2 separate regions of the Mus musculus genome follow, and region 2 is linked to region 1. The links are chromatin contacts, called in public Hi-C maps. All regions are on one chromosome and are shown on one strand. Each heading gives the region's core, a stretch centred on a gene start, on an enhancer-like site or on the middle of the called end of the contact. The rest is flanking DNA. Distances are from core to core; before and after follow the strand shown.

Evidence for each region. Hi-C and Micro-C count contacts between places; a contact is called where the count stands out from the background.
Region 2: a contact with region 1 is called in a Hi-C map of CD8 T cells, with 3 times the contacts expected there. The contact joins two enhancer-like sites. A contact is called at or near these places in 2 of 39 promoter capture datasets (epiblast stem cells and pre-B cells), 5 of 484 Hi-C or Micro-C datasets (CD8 T cells, the HPC-7 cell line, embryonic stem cells and 2 more), 3 of 115 datasets of contacts at active chromatin or transcription factors (bone marrow-derived macrophages and embryonic stem cells) and 3 of 9 other capture datasets (adipose tissue, liver and pancreatic islet).

The regions. Positions count from the first base shown.
Region 1 is chr7:79,259,798-79,265,101 of GRCm38.p6, reverse strand. No RefSeq gene overlaps it. Among named protein-coding and RNA genes, the nearest start is that of Gm31510, 11 kb to the left of the region's middle. Within about 2 kb of position 2,386, at least 54 of the 459 cell types and tissues checked have an H3K27ac peak or open chromatin away from gene starts, as enhancers often do. A contact at or near this core is called in CD8 T cells, where this site is marked.
Region 2 is chr7:79,444,400-79,449,703 of GRCm38.p6, reverse strand. It overlaps Fanci (Fanconi anemia, complementation group I), which reads right to left. Exons shown (of 38, transcript NM_145946.2): 31 at 5,195-5,303; 32 at 4,842-5,029; 33 at 4,114-4,167; 34 at 3,975-4,034; 35 at 1,392-1,454; 36 at 789-884; 37 at 524-631; 38 at 1-64. It overlaps Polg (polymerase (DNA directed), gamma), which reads left to right. Exons shown (of 23, transcript NM_017462.3): 23 at 1-3,473. Among named protein-coding and RNA genes, the nearest start is that of Polg, 19 kb to the left of the region's middle. Within about 2 kb of position 2,028, at least 17 of the 459 cell types and tissues checked have an H3K27ac peak or open chromatin away from gene starts, as enhancers often do. A contact at or near this core is called in CD8 T cells, where this site is marked.

The sequences.
Region 1 (5,304 bases), core at 1,137-3,636:
CCGTTTTCATTTCAGCTTGAGTCCCCATCAGTGTCTGTATTTCCTTATTGAATTCCATTCTCAAGTCTTGGATTGTCTTAGTTGCTTTTCTCAGCCTTTTCTGTGTGTTTTCTTGGGCTTCAGTCTAAGCTGTATTTCCCTTAAACTCATTCTCCTTCATTCCATTGAGCTGTTTCTTGAGTCTTCTTTAAACTCCTTGAATGCTCTGATGAAGTTAGTGATTGTTCTTCTAAATTCTGCATCCTGGGATTCATCTAGGAAATTCTCCTTGGCAGACATTTCAACTTAACTGCTAGGTTTGGGAAAGAAGAAACTGGCTTGATCTTCTGTACTGCTGGTGTTTCTGCAATGAGATCTGGGCATGTGGACTTCTGTTGGTTCTGAGTCTGTTATTGACAGAGCAGAGTGGGGCAGAGAGAGGATGCGCAGGTATGTCAGACCTAGAATTGGAAATGGACTGAAGTGGACAGTAAGGTGGACAGAGGGTACTGGGCTGGTAGACAGGAGGGGCTTCCTGATCCAAGCCTGGGGTGTGGGGATAGATCTGACTGGGTGGAAAGGTTGACTGTGTTGTAGGAGAGGCTTGTGGGTTAGGGGATTGGTAAGGAGGGTCCTAACAAAAGTCTAGAGATCCTTTGCAATGCAAGCAGGGGAGGCAAGACTAGGCCAGGGCACTGTATGTGGGTCCTAGGCTAGATCTCGTGGGTTGCAGAAAGTTAAGGGAAGGAGAAGGTCAAGGAGACTCAGTAGGTCCTGGAGGAGGAGCTAGGATGTCTGGTCTTACCATTGTTTTGGAGTCTTAAGCTAGTAAGTCTGCTATCTGGAAACTCAACAAGTCTGAATTTGTCTCTTTTTTCCTCTTCTTCCCCCTCCTCCTCTTCCTCCTCCATGTCTTCAGTGTATGTCAGATTTCTGTTTTTCCCCTGTTAACTATAACTTTTCACTGAAAACTGTCTATTTTAGGTAATATAACAACTTTAGGTTTTATTTCATTTTGGTTTTTGAGACAGGGTCTTTGTAGCCCTGGCTGTCCTGGAACCTCCTATGTAGACCAGAGTGGCCTTGACCTCACGGGGATCCACCTGCTTCTGTCTGACATGTACAGGGATAAAATGTGTGGTCACTAAGCCTGGCTGGACTTGTGGTTATTGTGTCTGCCTACTTTATCTGTGGAGTGGTTTAGCTGGATAAGTCTGATGCAGTCTCTTTCTCTTACAGCCGCTGGGTTTAGATGCCACTCCTCGAGGGCTGCAGACCTGGGCTTGGGCAGTTACCTTGGGATGACAGTGGTCTTTTGTTTTTTTGTTTTTGAGACAGAAACTAGCTTAGGATAGCTTCAAATTAGCAACAGACCTGTAACCTCAGCATCCTGTGTATGGGGATTGCAGGCATGTGCCCCAACCCCTGACTATTTATTGTGTATTCTTGTTGCTTGGAACTTGCTATGTAGCCCCAGCTGGCTTCTAACAACTCACTATCCTCCTGCTTCAGCCTCCCTGAGTCCTGGAAGTCCACACCCATACCATCGTGCCTGGCCCACACAGGTCTTAAAAGCCTCCTTTGCCTTGCTACCTTTTTATTAAACTTGGCCAGTGGAATCATACGGACTGTTTGCCTTCACTGTGGCTTAGTGTTCTGTTGGTTCCAATCCTTCCCTGGTGTAGAAATTGTTCTAGTCTTGCCCAGTCAACTTTAACCCCTTTTGCAGATATATTTTGGGTCTAGCTCCACGGGAGGTGGGGGGAGGGGTTGACTGATGCGTCTCGTGATTCTCTCTGATGCTCTTGTAATTGGTCTGCAGTTGGACTTCTGTGTATGTGGCACTAAGGATTGAACCCAAGACCTCACACATACTAGGCAAGTGCTACCCGCACCTCTAAGCTCTCCCCTCATCCCTACTTTAGCTTGTTCTAATAGAGGGGTGCCCAGCTCCTCTTAATTACTTCCTAACAACCTTTAGAGTTTCTGGGAGCATTTCCCAGCTAAAGAGGTCCAGACTGTTGTGTTTGTTGCTTCTCTTCAGCAAAGTCTGTAGGCTGCTCTAGGGCCTGGGGACCTTGGGCAGGGACAGTGGCACTCCCCTATCTCAGTGACAACACTGCTTATTGGACTGGGTTTTCTTGGCTTGCCTCTTCCAGAATAAGTTCTGCCCTATAAGCAAACTGGGGCCTGGGTGGCTAAAGCGCCAGGTAATCTTCCACCATCCATGGTCAAAGTAGAACTCCCACCTATGCAAGGCGGCAGGACTAGAAAGCCCGCCGCAGGCCACTCAGCCTACTTTGTCCTCATCGGAGCCTTTGCAACATGCTCCTCCCAGGGCCATACAGACGCCCACTCCCAGCAGTGAGCTGGAAAAAGAGGTCACTTGTGTTCTCGCTCTCACCCCCCTCACCCGCCCTGGAACTGGAGTGGAACTTGGAGGACGGGATGTGGTTTGGCTCAGGGTCACTCACCCTCACTGCTCTTCCTGGGGTTTAACAGATTTTCTTGCATCAAAGTTAATACATTTCCTGAATGCCCTTAGGACAGTTTGCAGAGGCTTTAAGTGTTTGTGGTTCTGAGTTTTAAGCAGTCTCCCCTGCTGTGGGTGTTTCAGTGGGGAGAGAGTTCAAGGAACAGGTAGAAGCCACCATGCCGGAAGCCAAACATCTGCTTGCCTGGCCTGGCCTTGGAAACACTGCTCTTTTGTCTAGGTCACCCAGTAAGTCCCCTTGGGTGAGGGGACAGCCTGGAACCAGGTAGAAGAAATGGTGGGCTATGAGTTTACTATGAAGTGACAAGGGCGATGGGAGTAAAAAAAGGTACAGGAGAAAAAGAGGGATGTGTTAAGCTTAGGGTGTGGCATAGTGACAGAATGCTTGCCACTAGCTCTGCGTTCCATCCCCAGAAACACCAAACACATGCGCTTGCACGCACATGCACACACAACAATGCACTCACACACACATGTGCACACACAGGTACATGCACACACAATACACACAGTGATGTGACTATAGTCCCTCACAAACTAAAGCTGGGACACAAGGAGAAAGGAAAGGTCAGAGATGACCCCAAGCTTGTCTGAAGGTAATTACAAGGAAGAGAGAGGCCAAGCCGATGGGGGGCTGTGGAGATTATGGTAACATGCGTATTCAAAGGAGAGGGAGGCTATCGTGAAGTCACATATCCGTAATTTTTCAGGAGGCAGAGGCAAGTTCAAAAGGCAAATTCAAGGCTAGTCCAATCTACATAGTAATTTTCAGGGTCAAGAAAAGAGAGGGAAATGAAAGAGCAAATATGGAGTCTTGATTAGAAAGGCAAGAGAGAGACCAAGTTTTTTAGATAAAGAGATTTGCAGGTATATTTAACATAATACTTTGCAAATGCATCCATATACAAGAAAGCAGAAGTCAGGGGAATAGGTCAGTTTTAAAGAGAAACACAGTCAGATTCCCTTGAACCTGGAAGAATGGAACTTTTAAGAAACAGGCAGAGAGCAATGAAGAAGATCAAGAAGATAGCACAAGAAAGGCGGAGTACCAGCTGCTATTCACAATGCACTTTCTGAAAGCCAATGTAGCTCTAAGACCTTTATATAACCCTCATATCTCCATGGAGCCAATGTGGTAATCCCCATATACTGATAAAACTGTCCAGTGGTTGAAGTTATGTAAGTTATGTGCTTAAGGTTGCACCAGTGCTATGCAATGAGATTAAGATTTAAAAAAAATAGGTTAAAATCCAGCTATCAAGATCATATATAAATCTCACTCCTAAGTATGAACCCAAAGAAACACATGTACAACTGTATTCATGGTTGGATCATTTAAAATAGCAGCCTATGACTATCAACAGCCCAAAGGTCCCTTGGTACCACAATGGATAAGCAAATCCATATCCAGTGGATTATTATACAGCACTGAAAAAGAACAGACCATTGTTCTATGCACAGTGTGGATAGAATGCTGAACAAAAGAACTTGTCACAAAAGAGACCCATTCTATTTGACTTCCAGAAGGGTTCAAAGAGGCAAAAAGAACCCCTGGTGTGACATGGTCAGGTGACCTCTCCAGGGTAGGAGACACGGGGAGAGAGGGTTTCTGGGATTTATGCTGTCCTGTTCCTGAGCTGACCTGTAGTGTTGCTTAAGTTTGTTTGTGGAAATTCACCAAGCTGCACGCCTACCTTCAGTTCAGGTTCACTAGGTGTGCAGGTTAACACCCCCGTGACAAACAGCACAAAGCATGTCCTAGCCACCAGATGACCAAGACAGCAAAGGAAAGTGTGGAAGGGACACTGCTGACATTGTACACATGAGTTTAAGAGGCAGGCCAACTGAAAGCCAGCCATGTGTGGGTCTTTTTAATTCAGTCGAGCTAAAAGCAGCACAGTCAGGAGGCTGCTGCCCAGTGGTCCTGACTAGTGTGCGGGAGGCCTGGTTTCATCCCAGGACTGCACAAAAGCAAACAGACCAGTGAAATACCTCAATGACTGGGGAATCTGAACGCTGCCATTTTGGTTGGCATGGAGGTGTCTATTATAATTGTAATGATTTAAAAAAAAAAAGCCCTTACATGTTTTTAGAGGCACATGCCAACATAATTGTGGATGACATGAATCAAAATTTAGCAATTTGTCTCAAAATCATGAAGATGTGCAATTGCGATGGAACAGGATTGGTCACGGGTTGGGCATTGTTGATGGTGTGTGATTGTTACATGGGGTTTGGTGTAATGGTCCTTACATATAGATTGAATGTTTTGTAGAGGAAGCAGGAGGAGAGGAAGAAAAGAACCAACTAACATCCAGCGTGTTGGCAAAGGAATGTATTCCTGTGACTTCATACTTCTTCCTCTTCCTCCTCTTCCTCCTCTCCCTCCTCCCCTCCTTCTCTTCTTCTTTTTTGGGGAATAAAAAAAGGTCTCATTATGTAGCCCAGGACAGCCTTGAACTCACAGAGATGGGCCAGCCTCTGCCTCCTAAGGGCTGGGATTAGAGTCTTTAAACTTGCATTTCCTCTAAAAGAGAGTGGAAGACAGGAAACACACAGACACACCTGGAGGAGGAGGGAATATCAGAATACAGGGCCTCTGGGTGCCTGTGGCTGTAGTTTGATCTCTGTCTCCACTGGATGGTCTGGCAGATATCACCATGCCATCAGACTTCTGCCATATATAGCTGTGGGATTGCTGTTCCCCCTTGACCTGGCTTCTGGTTGCCAGGCCCTCCTGTTGGGAGCCACCCCTGTTTCTTTCATTGTCTTCCTTTTGTGTCTACCAAGGGTCTTCTCCATCTACCTACCTTGGGTTCTATCTTTAGCCT
Region 2 (5,304 bases), core at 779-3,278, 180 kb before region 1:
GGCATTTCTTCCTCCTCTTCTTGGCTGGTTCTCTGTCCTGCTGTGTATGTGCTGATGCAGTGCCCTAGAAGGGGAGAGTAGAAATTTTGACAACCTTGTTCTAAGGTGATGGGAATAAAAACAAACACCAAACTCCTGGAACAGTTGTGCTTTCCCGTCTGCTGCCCAGGTTGTGACTTAGAACTCCGTCCTGAGTAGATGGACGAGATGCTGGGAGCCCGGAGCATCACAGCTACAGACGGCCTGGGGCACAGTGATGTACGGAACTCCGCATCAGCCGGCTAGCCAGATTATTTTATATAAATGTCTAATTTTGACTGGGTCTTGTCTACTGATATTATTTCTAGCTTTTACAAACTTAAAATGGAACCCACATTGGGCTCAGGTGATGAATGGGCCTACCTTGAGGGAGGGTGTAAAAGCCAGCCAGAATGCTGTAGAAACAGGACCCCAGGACAGGGGAGTTTGTCTGCTACTTTTCATAGAAATATATACCAAAAGCATAGCAGAAGTAGGCACCAACCTCTTCGTTTTCGTCTTCCTCATCCTCTCGAAGAACCATGTCGAGGACACTGCCTTTGATCTTGAAGTCCCGAGAAGTACTCAGCTTCATGTGCTGCATCAGGTTTACCTGGGACAGCAGAAGGTCCTTTCAGTGTGTACTTGGAGGACCCTTTGCTTTTACCAGATGACATTCACCTTGACCACCTCTAGCTGTGCTGCCTGCCACAGAGCTTGCTAGACTCCTTCCAGCAGTAAATGAGAGTGGAAATAAAGAACATTTTTACCTTGGACTTTTTAGACAGTTGGATAAGAAATTTTTCATACTGTTCAATGGCAAAGACAAGGTTAGGGATTGGCTTGGTTTCACGAAGAACTTTGGCCTAAGAGTAAAAAGATATAAGACATTTCAGGTTCAGTGGCTTTTGAGGTTTTTATGTAGCATCTCTCAAGAAGGAACCCACTTTGGCACATGCTGTATTTCTTTTTTCTGATAGTCAAATGAATTTACATTGCTAAGATTAGTCCCTAAAATGAGTATACTGTGTAGTTTCCCGAGTCACTTAGACTGACCTCCCACTCTTCATGCCTGGACTTCAGATAAGTGCCACCACCCCCACTTTTAACAATGACATACACTGTTAACTTATTTGGCTGGTCTTCTGGACATTAGCTTTATTTCCTTTAAGAAACCACGTGGTGAGGACCATCCTGTGCCTAGGCCTTTGTATATCCTAAAAGGAATTGTTACAGCCCCATTTCCTAAATATAGTAACTTTACCCCCTTCCTGCACTCGCCAATTCTTAGACCCTTATGGAGCGCCATTTCCACTCTTGCTTTTTTAATGTCCAACAAGACCCGTGGGTCTGAGTGGCCAGGGGGAGCTTACCATGGTTGTGCTCACTGCAGCCTTCTCCTTTTCTGAGCACTTTGGGGCGTCACTGCTCTTATTCTAAAGAAACAGAAACATTGTCTTATTCTTCAAGATGCTATATCTGGGAAGCACAAAAGTTGTGAGATATATATCTCCATCCCTTGAATGTCTGCCTCCTTGGGTATGTATATTCTTGGAAGTACCATATCAGTGTAGCCACTAAGCTACTATACAGATAGGATTAAGGTAGCAGGAACAGCTGACTAGGGCTATGCAGAGGTCTGCAGCCAGTCTTAGAGGTAATCTTATACACAATATAGTCACTACACTTCGGAAGTTATAAAGGGTCACAGAGACACTTCCTTGAGTTGTAACTAGTATGAATCTCTTAGACAGGAAGAACTGGTATTGGTGTACACCTTTAGTCCCACAGAAGAGGTAGAGGCAGGTGGGTCTCCTTGAGTTCTAGGCCAGTCATGCTACAGGACCATGACCCAGGACAGGCAGAAAGCTACACTGTAAAAACCCTGTCTGAAATAATAGCAACAAAATACTAACAGGGCAAAAGAAAGCCAAGATCTAAGAAGAGATGGGAGAAACCACCCAGTTTGAGTGAAACAGGAAACCTTCATCTTAAAAGGCTTCCGTTTTAACTTTCCAGCAGCGGAGTAGGGGCAAGGAAGCTTCTGAAAGCAGAGAGACTGTACTGGTGAAGCTACACAGAAGGTACACAGGTTGATTCTTGTGTTATGCTCGAAAAGGTTTTGGAGGTGCTGGTAGAAAAAGTCCTAGGAAGCAGGGGTAAAGAGTAAGGTCCTGTATTAAGAAGGGACTTCACCTGAACACATGGGATGGGACCCATCTCCGGTTTGTGGCTGAGGTGGCACCCTGTTGAGTCTCCAAGTAAACCTGTGCACTGCCAATAACTGCTGACTAAAACAGGACCAAGACTCACAGCTGTCTTGAGTCTCTACAGGATGCTTTATGAAGTCAGTGTGACCATAAACTCATACAAAAATGATAAGCTGAGCGTGGTGACACATGCCCTTTGTACAGAGAGCCTCAAGTACATAGTTCTAGGCTAGCCAGAGCAACAAAGTGGGCCCTCTCAAAGGGTGTGTGCATTGAGTATGACAGCATGCTTATAGTTCCAGAACTTGACCTGAGGCAGGTGGATCTCAAGTTCAAGACTAGCCTGCACTACACAGAAACTGAAAAGATTCGAGGGACCCAGACCTCAGGAGTGGAGGGTATCTATCCTACAGAAACAACAGATTGAAAGAATGGAGTCCACATGGGAATGTACGAAGTTTGAAGTGTGAGAGGACATGTCTGCAAGCGTTTAAGAGAGAAAAGGACCAGGGGTAATTAGCTTGTCCAGAATATCCAGCTGGGTGTGGCAGTATACTTCCTTAATCCCCAGGCAGATAGAAGCCAATGTCAAGTTAGCCTGGGCCACACCATGCATGCAGGCAAACAGTCTCTGAGGATCTATACATGACATCATTTCTAACAAACCCCTGCCCTCCACCCCTGAAGTGCTGCTGCACTCACACCTCCGGCACCTGACCCTGCCTCCTCCCATGTGTCAGATGCTGTTACACTAAAAAGAGGCCCAATGCATGGACTTGCAGGCACCCGGAAATGAGCCAAGGCTGCCTTGTTCCTTCTGTACTCCAAATAGAAGTATACCAAATGCCTCCTATCTCTAGAATAGAGATAGGTTTCACTGTTCTGCTGGCTAGTCTTACAGCAACTTGACACACAAGCCAGAGTTATCTGAAAGGAGTGAACCTCGGTTGAGAAAATGTCTCCATAAGACCCAGCTGTAGGGCATTTTCTTAGTTACTGGTATAGTTACTGGTGAAGGGCCCTGTCTACTGTGGGGGTGCTACACCTACACTGGTAGTTTTGGGTCCTATAAGAAAGTAGGCTGAGTAAGCCACAGGAAGAAAGCCAGCAGATCACCTCACCTCCAGAGCCTCTGCATCAGCTTCTGCCTCCAGGTTCCTGCCCTGTTTGAGTTCCTGTCCTAACTTCCTCCAATGAAGGACTATGATCTGGGAGTGTAAGCCAAATAAACCCTTTTCTCTTCAACTTGCTTTTTGATCATGGTGTTTTGTTGCAGCGATAGAAACCCTAAAACACTAGGTATCTCTGGCTTATGACATGTAGACTTTATATACACCAGGTGCCCAAGCAGCTCCTGGGACATGCAACATAGTCCCTTTTCTTATTACTGGTTTTGTGCACTGTGTAGCCCTGGCTGTCCTAGGACTTACTCTGTAGACCAGGCTGGCCTTGAACTCACAGATTCACTTGCCTCAGCCTCCTCAGTGCTGAGATTAAAGGCCTGTACCACCACTTCCCAGCCTTTTTCTTCTTTAGAGATTGATTTTTATTATTTTTAAATATTCTCGTATTTTTCTCCCAAAGAAGTCAGAATCAGAAGAGTTACATCTCTCGGAGCTGGAGTTACAAGCAGTTCTAAGCCACCTGATATGGTGCTGGAAACCTAACTTGGGTCCCACTAACTCATCTCTCCACCCCTCCATTAATCTCTTCAGGATTATTTGGTACGGTCTCCAAATCACTTACTTGTACATAAGAAATGAAAGAGTAACATACGGGGGTCAGATGAGAGCCCGACAGCTTCACCTGTAGCAAAGGAGAAAGAAATGAGTGTAACCGTAGCAATAAACATCCCCCATCCTTAGGGAAGCCGATCTCAACTTACCAGTTTTTCCACAGTGTTTGGAATTCCTCTGGAGCTCTGACATACCTGGAGATACTAACAAAAAAATCCCTAGATTTATCCATCAGCCATGGAGTCTGTCTTGGTGCTTTTACTATAGAGGAACATTCATAGCAAAGCCAAGACACAAAGCTTCCCTGTCCCTCTTGGAGCACACTAGTTTCCTAGACAAGAGGCAACAGCAGGTTTGCATCTGACCTGACCAGCTCACTGCTTTAAGGCTCCTTCAGACAGAATCCTTGTATCTAGGAGATACATCTATCCTCGAGTGCCATTTATCCTTTTAAGATGCCAGCAAAGAGGACAGGCTCCCCATGTCTCCACCACAGTAGCTTAGCAGCCATAGCCGGCAACTGGAGATGCACAGTCCAGAGATGACCACACTGCCTGTGTTGCCTAAGAACTTAGTCTAGACTGCTCACATGTTCATGTGCGTACAATACCCAGTTCCTGTCCGCTTCTGAATTCACTGAGGACCTGAAATGTGTATGTGCAACCAGTGCTCCATTCTCCGTCAGAGCCAAGCAAAGAGCACTTAGATAATGCCAACAACTATTTCCCCCCGCCTGTGGAAAACACTGCAAAGTACCAATCAAATGAAAACGACACTGCTGATGATGTCGGGGCAAGAGCTTCGTCCAGAGGCACTGTGAATCTGGCCTGTGGGAACAGAAGGTGGGTGGGACCTGATTATCTCCCAAGAAACTCACATATTTGACGAATGCTGTTAGGGTGCTGTAGATCTTGGACAGGCCCTTCAGTAGAGTGTCTACACAGCTGCCTGATGGCAGGGCTGTCTGCACGAGCTCATGGAAGAACGTTACCAGAGTTCCCAGTTGCATGACGATAGCTTTCTCAATGAGAAGAGTTGGTGGAACGGCTTGAGAAGAGGCATCTTCTGAAGGGAAATGAGATTGATGCCCTTCAGTCTTACTTTGTCGTTAACGATGAGAGAATGAAAGCAAACCACCCAGGAAAACTGGTTCAAGGTTCAAGGTTCATTGCCTTTCTGCAATGGTTCGCACTGACATTTTGGTGGCCTTGTTGGCCTTACAATCCCCACCTGGAGTCACTTTATCTGATAGCGTTTCTTGGTTTGCTGAGCCCTTGATCTTGGCGATTAACCAGTCCACTTCTTCTAGGACTTTCTCAGCCTGACTCAGAACAAGTAAC